2 separate regions of the Mus musculus genome follow, and region 1 is linked to region 2. Evidence: chromatin contacts called from public Hi-C data. All regions are on one chromosome and are shown on one strand. The core of a region is the stretch at or near the end of the contact, and the rest is flanking DNA. Distances in the headings are between cores, read along the strand shown.

What was found. A called contact is a pair of places that touch in the nucleus more often than the background predicts.
Region 1: a contact with region 2 is called in a Hi-C map of the N1E-115 cell line, with 5 times the contacts expected there. The contact joins two enhancer-like sites. A contact is called at or near these places in 5 of 15 datasets of contacts at CTCF or cohesin (CD8 T cells, the NIH/3T3 cell line, embryonic stem cells and 1 more), 11 of 484 Hi-C or Micro-C datasets (the N1E-115 cell line, bone marrow-derived macrophages, embryonic fibroblasts and 4 more), 19 of 115 datasets of contacts at active chromatin or transcription factors (bone marrow-derived macrophages, double positive thymocytes, embryonic basal ganglia and 10 more) and 4 of 9 other capture datasets (adipose tissue, embryonic stem cells, liver and 1 more).

Annotation. Positions count from the first base shown.
Region 1 is chr6:125,598,630-125,604,243 of GRCm38.p6, reverse strand. Vwf (Von Willebrand factor) reads right to left here. Exons shown (of 52, transcript NM_011708.4): 12 at 4,854-4,992; 13 at 3,514-3,614; 14 at 725-920; 15 at 1-114. Among named protein-coding and RNA genes, the nearest start is that of Vwf, 48 kb to the right of the region's middle. Within about 2 kb of position 3,528, at least 20 of the 459 cell types and tissues checked have an H3K27ac peak or open chromatin away from gene starts, as enhancers often do. A contact at or near this core is called in the N1E-115 cell line, where this site is marked.
Region 2 is chr6:125,456,485-125,461,433 of GRCm38.p6, reverse strand. It overlaps Gm32673 (a long non-coding RNA gene), which reads right to left. Exons shown (of 5, transcript XR_378025.4): 5 at 1,711-2,825. Cd9 (CD9 antigen) reads left to right here. Exons shown (of 8, transcript NM_007657.4): 7 at 125-208; 8 at 708-1,168. The coding sequence ends at 773. Among named protein-coding and RNA genes, the nearest start is that of Gm28809, 16 kb to the left of the region's middle. Within about 2 kb of position 3,558, at least 19 of the 459 cell types and tissues checked have an H3K27ac peak or open chromatin away from gene starts, as enhancers often do. A contact at or near this core is called in the N1E-115 cell line, where this site is marked.

The DNA of each region.
Region 1 (5,614 bases), core at 2,279-4,778, 140 kb before region 2:
AGGAGCAAACATCATAACGGCAGTTCTGCAGATAGGGCAGAGGGCTGACTGCGTGGTGGCAGGCCTCGAACTTGGAGGACGTCAGGAGCGCACAAGCCTCCTCTGCAAACCTGGCTGTTGAAGAGAAAGGAGAGCCTGTGCAGAACAAGACGTGGCCCTGCCCGTTCCTCTGGGGCCAGCCTCAGGGACTCTAACATCCATACCTCACCCCACCCTCTTCCCCACAAACAAAGCCAGTTCCCTTTTCTGTTGCTACCAAAATTAATCTATCTGGCTCTGGCTTCTGGTGCCAATGTACAGTTCTGCGTTTGGCTCAGTAACGGGTAAATGTGCGTTCCCCAAAGACCCACTGACCGGAGACGGTGGTTAGAGTAGCAGAAGCTAGCAAGAGCAGAGATGTCGCAGCACCGTGTCCACACAGGGTCACTGCAGCGCATCTATCATACAAGTCAACTTTAAGCTCCCACACCCACCGCTGCTCTAGACTGGGTCTTTTCCGGGCCAGAAACGACCCAATATTCTATTCTTTCTTGGGATTTCACCCATGGATGGAGGGTGTTCAATAAACAAACTTTGAAAAGGAAATGAGCCAAATGTGGATCTCAACGGCCAGTGGTCAAAATAAAGGCTGGGCCAATGGCTCCGCCTTTGCCTTCCCTCTCTCTGTGTCCCGTGGAATGCCTGCCTGGACCACGGGAGACCCCGGGGTCTGCGGCTCACATACTCAAGCGTGGATTCAGGCTGCAGGGGTCGCTGTGTTGCCTGCGCAGGTCCGAACAGTCCCCTTGAAGCTTCCAGGCGTTTCCGAAGTCTACCACCAGGGGCTCCACCAAGCCGGCCGGCGTGAGGAAGTCGTCTCCCTTGTTGCCGTTGTAATTCCCACACAAGCCACAGGTCTTCCCAGAATAGACTGGGGACAGCTGCCGGAAGAAGCCGGGCCTTGGAGCAGCTGTCCCCCAGTGCCACAATGGTTCCACTTAGTTAATGAGATCATTTGCACCAAAAAATTTCCCCAGGTGAAAAATTAATGTCAGGACGACTAAGTCCCGGGCTGCGAACTGGAGGACCACTGCAAGCTATGCAGCTAGGTGTCGTGCAGCTGGCTGTCGCTCCTCAAAGAAAAGTCAGCCAGAAGGATTCTAGGAATTAGGGGGAGAGAGAGAAGAAGAAGGAGGGGGGGAGGGGGAGGGGAGGAGGAGGGACACAGGGAAAGAGAAGAGAAGGAGGAGGGAGATAGGGAAAGAGAGAAAGAGGGAGAAAGGGGGAGGGAGAGAGGGAGGAAGAAGAGGGGGAGGGAGGGAGAGATTGCCTAAGATCCCATCGAGGGTGACACGGCTGGAAAGAGCAAGCAACTTGAATCCCCCAGACCTTCGTGCTCCCTATGTCTGTGACTAAAGTGACTATCAACAGACATGGGCTAAGCAACAGTGAGAGAACATGCAAACTGTTCGTTGGACAGATATTAGTTACAAACAGACAAGGCAGACTGAGGACGGTGTAGTCCAAGCCCCCAGGAGCTTGTGTCTGGTGTCCAGGAGCAACACCTGTCTTCTAATCTCCTGCTGAGGACACCAGGAAGGAAGCAGGGCTCAGATTCTATCCCCTTCTCTCAAGGAAGCAGGGCTCAGATTCTAGCCCCGTCTCTCACTCGCTGATCAGACCTCAGCAGTGAGCCATGATGAGTTTGACCCCAAAGTGCACACTCAGGGCCAAGCAGTGGTGTGGAGGCAGCTTTTTCCCAGGACAGCTGGGGCGCCACTGAATTCCATGGTGCAGATTTGAAGAACTGGTAGGGACCAGACCCCAAGAGTCCAATGATAGCTCTGTGGGTAATCAGTGAAACCAGGTGGTCCCCGCACACCCCCCATCCTGATGATCCAAAGTCTCACAGGTCAGGCCTGAGTCCCCGTAGTCATCTTGGAAGCCCCTTCTAGCTCCCAGCTGTGACTTAACAAGGTGCATGTGGAAGGTTCCAGACCCACAGACATACATGCAACTAAGAAAGGTGGGCAAATGGCCTTCCTTGTTTGTTTTACAAATGCCAAGTCACACACACACACACACACACACACACACACACACACACACACACACAAGGCAATCAAGGTCTTTTCCCTGACTTTCCAGCTTAAAACTAAAGCACACTGCTGTGACCTCGGATGCTGTTTCTCAAAGCCATGAGGGTCTTTCAAGGTCCTTCCAGACTGAATATTTCCATAATTCCATGATCTCGTTCTTGTCTGTCCCTTCTCATTGCCTTACAAGCACACAGTGGAATTTTCCAGAGGCCCTGTGATCTGAAATGCTGTAGCAGATTGATTGCAGAAAGAGATATGAGAATCCAGCTGTCTTCTATTAAATGAATCGTTAAGGAGATCTGCAGCCATGTGCGGCCATGGTATTTTTCTTGCTGCTTACTTACTGTTGTCTCCTGATCCCCGTCTAACTTATTTTTCAAGGGAAAAGTACTTACAAATGTCTGTTAGGAAACAAGGTTTAGTATTATGTTATAAATGAGTTAAGTGCTTTAATGCCTCCGCGTTAACATTTTTTCTGTCTGGGGTTTTGCTTTTCTGTTTGTGTCAGGATCATACTATTGAGCTCAGGTCGGCTGAAACTCACCATGTAGCCCAGGCTGGCCTCCAGCCCCTGTCACCTTCCTCCTCATCTCTGGGATATGTCTCTATGCTCAGCTTTGATTTAGCCATTAGCCTGGCAAGTATCAGTAGCTATAATCTCACTAAAGATCTCAGGGACTCGCCTCAGCCATTTTTAAGAATCTAACAACATCCTGACACCCGACAGTGAGGACCATGGTCTAACAACAGGAGGGTACCAGCCAGTGAACTAACCCTCATTGTGTTGAGGATGAGGGCTGCTGGTGGTTCCCCATGTCCCCTGGCTGTCTCCCCTATGAGGCAACACTAGTGAGGCAGTTCCTGGTCTGCCTACCTACCAGGGACTTTGCAAGGCAGCAGATCTGGAAGCCCAGTGAAATGTGCATGTTACCGTCCCATCTGATTATAGAATCATCCAGAGGACACGACCCACATATGCATCCATCCAGTGGCTCAGTAAGGAATGTGGAGGACTCCTCCCCCACGGCCTTCTTCAGACATATGGGCAGGATACTGGGTTTGAGCTGGGTACCCCAATCTGGCTCTTCCCTCCCTTGCTCCCCACAGTGAGTGCCCAGGGACACACCCTGATCCAAGACTTTACTGCAGCTCAGAAACTGGCAGGCAAGCCATACAGGGGACTCTGACATCTATTCTGGAGATCAACACAGCACCCAAGCCGCAGGGGGGGGGTAACCCCGGGAATAACAGGGAGCCCCCAGAAAACAAACATCAGCTTCTCACACACAGAGAGGCCTGTTCCTTGCTCTGGGGGTGTAAAGTGTGAGGAGAAAGAAATTCTTCTCCTACCACACAAAGCTATTTCGCCCATAGCACAAGGGGTACTTTGTAAGGGTCAGGCTCCGGCGAGGCTGTAGCTTAGAAAGGGACCTACCTTAACCAGTAGCCGCCCACGGCCATCCCAGTCCATCTGCAGGTCCTCCGCATAGCTGAGGCGTACAGAAGCCATCACTGTGTGCTGGATGCGGAGGTCACCTTGAAGCCATAAGTCCAGGGCGTCAGTTCAGATAGGGAGGTGACAGGGGTGACTGGTGTGTTGTGGGTTTCAAAGTTGTGTTTGTGAGGTCTCGAAGTATTATGGCAATGACAAGCAAGGAGAGGAGATCAAATAAATGTCCATGAGTTGGGAGCAGGGGGTGTAAGGGAGACCTCTCTGGAGGGATGAACTGGGTGGATAGAGGCAAATAAATTCCTAGAGAAGCCACTGGGCTACCATGAAGTGTAATTCCCCTTATGGGCACCAGAGGGCAGCAAAAGCCCCAGCATCCTGAGATCCTGGCGGTGAGGGAATCCTCTCTGGTTTTCAACTAGAGTCACCTGGGAGGAAGGAACCTCAATCGAGAGAGGATGCTTCCATCGACCCATAGGCATGTCTGTGACATTCTCTTGACTGTTGATTGATACGGGAGGGGCAGTGCTACCCCTGGGCAGGTGGCCCTGGGCAGGTCTAAGAAAAGTAACTGCCAGGAACCTGGGAGAACAAGCCAGCGAGCAGCCTTCCTCCTGCACCAGTTCCGGCCTCCAGGTTCCTGCATCGGTTCCTGCCTTGACTGCGCTCAGTGATAAACTATGAGGTGGAAGTGTCCGAGGAAATAAACCCGTTCCTCCTAAGTTGAAGGAAAATGTCTATGACAACCACTAAGCCTTGGACCCCTGTTGGCTTCCAGACTGGAAGTCCTCCTAGCTGAAAGACGCCATGTGCAAAGTCCGCTGCTGCAGAAAGGCAGAGATGTGAGAGCGCTTCCACCTTGTCCTGGAGGAATACATCAGTTCCCGGGGGTCACACTCGGTATAAACACACATGTAAACACAGCGAACATTCACTGTGCTCATCGGCTATGTGCCAGGTTAGGGTTACAGGCGACAGGAGGCCAGGAGTCGTGGAGGAGAGAGATTTGAGAGCTGATTCAAAGGTAACGACTGGAAGTCGTTCACCCCAAAGTCAGTTCATGTGACACGGGTGAAGACACGAGGCAAGAAGGTGTTTCTCATGAGGCACTTGGCCCAAGTAACATCCTTTGAGCTAACAATTTGTCTATCAACCCTGGCCTCTCAACTGGGTCAACCTCTGCCTCTTCTCTTCCAGAGTCAAGAGTACCCAGCACCCCACCCGTCCCAGCTAAATCTTCATCAGGTTCCCAGGAAAGAACTGGGTACCCTCGGCGGGCAGGGACATAGGCTGGTACCGTGCGGAGGAGGTGGGCATGAGCTTACCTTGCAGGAAGGGGAGCTGGACATCCTGACCATCGATGCCCACTGCTCCCCCGTGCTTCAGTTTCACCAGGCTGTTGTGCAGGGCAGAGAGCCGCACACTGACCGAGCGGGTGCAGACAGCATCAGGGTCATCGGCACACTGAGACATGGAAATGCAGAGTGACCTTACCACAACCCCATCAGGCCGGGACGCAGCCTCAGCTCTAGAGTGTGTGGGCCTCATTGAACAACAGCACACTTCCCTTCTCACAGAGTATGGGGTGCCCAGAATCATCAAGGAGGTTCTGAGCCCAAGTCTTAGCTACACCCTGTCCCAGCCTTGCATGGGTTTTCACAATAAACTTTACTAAGCCCTCAGCTCTTCTTATTCCATGGACCTAATAATCCAAAACAGTCAGGGCTTCCCCAGGGTAGAAGGCCTATAAATGTCCCTGCCCTTGCTTCATTAGCTGGAGAGTACATACCCAGTACCATGGCACACATAAAGGAGGGGACCCTGCTGTCCCCCACCCCACTTAGCCCTCCATTTCAAAAAGCAGAGGTTTAGGGAACCACAGACTAGACCTGAGGGGGTGACCCTCCTGAATAACAAAGAGTAGCCATCTCTCAGGAGCTAAGCAGGGACAGACAGTCTGGGTTTGCATGAAGTCACTGAAGGCCAGAGGACAGGCTCCCTTCTGTGCACAGACAGGTGCTCCAGCCCCCAGGACACTCACTGCCTTCTCACCATGAGGCTCTGCAGCCTTCTGACAGGCAGCCTG
Region 2 (4,949 bases), core at 2,309-4,808:
CTCAGTTCCCCCTCTGGCCGTGAGGCCTCCCAGAATGATACAGGAATCAGCAAATCACCAAAGAAGAGGTGCACAGCTAACGTGAGAACTGTTGCTTACTGTGTGTCTCGTTTGCCTCCCTAAGCCCTGCCCTGAAGCCATCAGTGAGGTCTTCAACAACAAGTTCCACATCATTGGAGCAGTGGGTATCGGCATCGCCGTGGTGATGGTAAGTGCCGGGTAGTCCGGGGAAGAAAGCCATGCCTGGGCACTGTTAGAAGTGCTGTAGCGTCAGAAGCAACCCTGGCTATCCTGGGCAGGTGGATACCGTCAGTATTTCTTTCTTACTATTAGGAAGTGGGAGCTCTTGGGCTGTGGCTCAGAGGCAGGGCACTTAGCTGGAATGGGCAAGGCCCTGGGTTTCAGTCCCAGCCCAGCAAAGAAAAGAGGATGGAGAGAGTCCTAATTTGCATGCTGTGTTGGAAACACTGAAGTTAAGACTTAAAGCTGCATTTTTAGGGTCTCACCCTGAATATTCTCTAAGGAAATATCTCGGCAGCTGACTGCCGGAATCCGAGTCCCTGCCATCCTTCCTGTTATCTGGCCTTCATATCTCCTACACCAGTATCCTTCCTAGACCTTGCTGTTGCCTTGGGCATTTGTCTTGGCCTGGGTGATGGTCCTTCCCCTCAGGTCAGGCAGACCACGCCCCCTTCCTGTCTTTACAGATCTTCGGCATGATCTTCAGCATGATCCTGTGCTGCGCCATCCGCAGGAGCCGAGAAATGGTCTAGAGTCTGCCCAACCCCGAGCAGGAACAACGGCCCTGAAGACTGTCCGGGCCATTTGGGTTTTTTTTGCCACTAATATTAGTATTCATTATGCATTTCTAAATAACAGTCATTCTGTTTGTCTTTTTAATGCTTTATTCATTATTGACATTTGTAGTTGAGGGATCCGGGGGTTCAATTTATTTTGATTTTTTTTTTTGGTTGTTTATTTTTGCTTGTTATGTTAAGCAAAAATCCTGCAATGAAAGGTACTATATTTGCCAGACTCTAGACATAAGATATTGTACATAAAGAGAATTTTTTTTGCCTTTAAATAGATAAAAGTATCTATCAGATAAAAATCAGGTTGTAAGTTATATTGAAGACAATTTGATACATAATAAAAGATTATAACAGTGTCTCGGGCTGATTGCTGGTATTGCTTTCTAAATTAGTTTTTAGAACTGCTTGGGTCAAAGGTATTTTTCAGGTTTTTTTTTTTTTTTTAAATCTGTTATCCTGTCTAGCCAGGCATCATTCTCTCTGTAGATCAGGCTGCCCTCAAGTTCCAGGCAGCCTTCCAATCTCCCAAGTGCTGATATCACCCCTGTGCACCAGCCCGCCCACCTCTTTCAGCTGTCTTGTGTTCTTTGGGCAGTAGATGAGAAGTAGACTGGAAGGTAAGTCTCCTCATCTACTAGTAAGGGACCCGAGGCGTGATAGATTGGGAAATTCTGATGACCTACCCGAGGTCACAGTTTTAGTCCACACTAGGATGAGTCCCCAGCTCAGCAGTGTGTGGTGTCTTGGGCTCTGCTGAGTCTTTGCTATACTCATCGTTGTACCTCTAGCACCAAGACCTTGGTAACCAGGCATAGCCAGTGCTCAGTATGGCTCTCCATGAAGAGTCCTTGGTTGAACAGCTGGGTATCATGAAGAGTCCTTGGTTGAACAGCTGGGTATATATCCATCGGGATTTAATGAAGGAGACGGAACCACTCTAAGATACGTGCACGCAGAGCTTCATCTCAGGGATCTGCCCCTACACAGACCCTGGGACTAGTTGAGTGGGTAGAGGAGAACAAGAACCAGCTGGCAGTGTCAGGCAGCCCTGTGCCAGTTCTTGTCTCTGACACTGGCAGAGTCTTGCCTAAGCTGGACCGTCCGCAGCAGAGCTGAGCTGAAAAACAGCTTCATTTCTTATCCTTAATTCACGTTAACGTTAAAAAACAGTGTGGTGGCTGGAGAGATGACTCCGTGATTAAGAGCACTGGCCACTCTTCAAGAGGACCCAACTTAAAATCCTAGCCTCCACAAAGCTCCCCACAACCATCTTCCCAGGGGATTTGATGCGCCTCTTCTGGGCACAAGGCATGCATGCGGTACACAAACATACTGTCAAACAAAACAATCATACACTTTTTTTTTTAATTATTAAAATGTGTGGTATGCGGTACATACCTGTAGTCAGGAGGCTGAGGCACAGTTATCAGGTCCAGGCCAGCACTGGCCACAGAGCAAGGTCCTGAATCAAAACAAGAGACCCAAAATATTCCTGAATGTAGTGCTATGACGTGTTCATAGCAATGGATGACCAAAGTAGAATATCATCTGGCAGAGGGTGGTGACCTTTGACCACAGTGCTTCAGAGGCAGGGACTGGTGGTTCTCTTGTGAGTTTGAGGCAGATGAGCCCTGATGACACTGTGACAAATAAAATAAGCCAGACACAAGAGGACCAGTATCCATAATTGCACAGAGTGCCTGGAATAGGTATAGTCAGAGACAGGAAGTAGATCTGAGTGGACTCAGCTAGAGAGACAGAAACAGAAAATCACCAGAGTTGTTGGTTTGAATTACTTTTTTATTACATAGGTCTGTTTAGCTAAGGAGGGGGGCTCACACCTCAACTCACATGTGGACATCAAAAGACAGCTTGTTAAAGTTAGTTTTCTTCCACCGTGTGGGTTCCAGGGGTTGGGCTGGCATCCTCAGGCTCTGTAGCAGGCACCTTTACCCACCAAGCCATCCATCTTGCTGGCCCAGGCACTGGTACTGTTTAATGAGTCCAGAGATTCTGTGTGGAATAAATGAAGTTTGGGGAATACAGAGAGGACTCGTGTGTTGGGCAGTTTCAAATGGTGCAAACGGTGTGTTGTTTGTTGGGTATCATGGTAGACAAGCACAGATGGATGAACTAAGTTAGCTTTCTCATCCCACTGTTCTACTGAGGCCCAGGATCCTTCTCCATTCAAGCATTTGAAGACAGCTACAATGGTTCTGGTTGTGGAATACGTCAGCCATTACTTTTATGTAAGTTACAGAGCAGGGCTGAGGGAAAGGAAAAGAAAAAAAAAAAAAAAAAAGCCAGATGACAGAAGTGTCCCTGCCATGACTTCTCAAGGACCTTTTCCTTCCCTTAATCTATCCAGGCCTAAGTGACCCAGGGTATCCACCCCACCCACCCCGAGCCTTCATGCTGGCTTGGTGAACCCTGAGCAGATAATGCAATTGTCCCCATTCAAGTCTTGGCCATCAGACCCCTGGAGAGCTAATTCGATTTCTGTCCTTTTAAATTGGATTTTCCCAAACCATCTGCTTCCCTTGTGGAAATGCAGGCAGGGTGAGACCTTCTGACATAAAACCTCCACTCTGCCAACCCCTAAGCCAGACCTGCCTCTCTGGCCAGGCAAGACCTTAAGGACTCCTCCCACTCCGGAGGCTGGGTGTGCTGTTCTAACCAACTCTACCTGGACAGTCACCAGCACCCACAGGTCTCGAGTTGACTTGAGTTGGAGTTGGGGAGACCCATGGACTCTCCATCATTGGTTAACACATGAGGAAACAGGACCAGGGCACTCAGGCGAGCCTGGAAAAGCACACGCCCTGGGAGTTGATCCTTGATCGCTACGTTATCTCTTGACATCTCACCTGCCAGGAGGCTTCAGGACACTCGTGAGAATAAGCATTCACAGGGCCGCGATGTGACTCGGAGGTAGAGGGTTTGAGCATCATGAATGAGGGCGTGGATTTGGTCCCTAGTATGGAAGAGAACCAAAAGCAGCTCTGTGTACACCATAGCTGTGTGTGTGAACTGTGTGTGACAGCTGGCAGCATGGCAGCCTCAGCACATCAAGGCCCAAAGGGTGTGGTCTAACGGGGCTCATTTGATGACCAGGTTACACCACCCTTAAGATATCCTGGAAGTATGGAAGGCACTAGTTTGCCTGAATTCCCATAAGGATGAAATTTAGGATGAAGCAGAAGTCCTGTGTGAAGCCAGAGCTTGTTCCTGGTTGACTCGATGGTTGTTTTGTTTTGGTAAGGGAGTGTTTTTAGTTTTTTAAAAAAACAGGACCAGGTAGTAGTGGCACACGCCTTTAATCCCAGCACTTGGGAGGCAGAGGCAGGTGGATTTCTGAGTTCCAGGACAGCCAGGCCTACACAGAGAAACCTGTCTCGAAAAACCAAAAAGAGAGAGAAGGGGATGAGTGTGTGTGTTGGGGGTGGGGTGGGGGGGGCGGACAGAGGAAAGAAAGAAAGAAGGAAGAAAGGAGAGAAAGAAGTAAACTGAAGCCGTTTCAAAGGAAGGAGAAAGAGCATTCAGTGGCATACTGTGATACTGTGGTGACCACATGGAACAGCCTTTAACTAGGCAATGTATCTAAGAGAATGAAGAGAAAGGAGATGAAATACACATGGTATTCAAAAAGCTAGGAATCCCCTGACTGTCTGGGAAACAGGCAGAATCTCCCTGGCATCAAAAGAGACAGCACGGGGCTGGCAGCTGGCTTGGGTTAAGAGCACTTGCTGCTCTTTCAGAGGCTCCTCCTTCAGTTCCCAGACTCCCAATCACCTGCAAGTGTGTCTCCAGCTCCCTCACACAGGGCATACACACATACATATGGATACAAATAAGTCTTTTTTTTTTTAAAGATTTATTTATTATATGTAAGTAAGTACACTGTAGCTGTCTTCAGACACACCAGAAGAGGGCGTCAGTTCTCGTTACAGATGGTTGTGAGCCACCATGTGGTTGCTGGGAATTGAACTCAGGACCTTTGGAAGAGCAGTCAGTGCTCTTAACCGCTGAGCCATCTCTCCAGCCCCCAAATAAGTCTTTTTAAAATAGTTTTAAGGCAGGAAAAATTCTAGCTCTTCCCCACAAAGGCCCAGTCCCAGCTAGACCAGGAGAACCCAG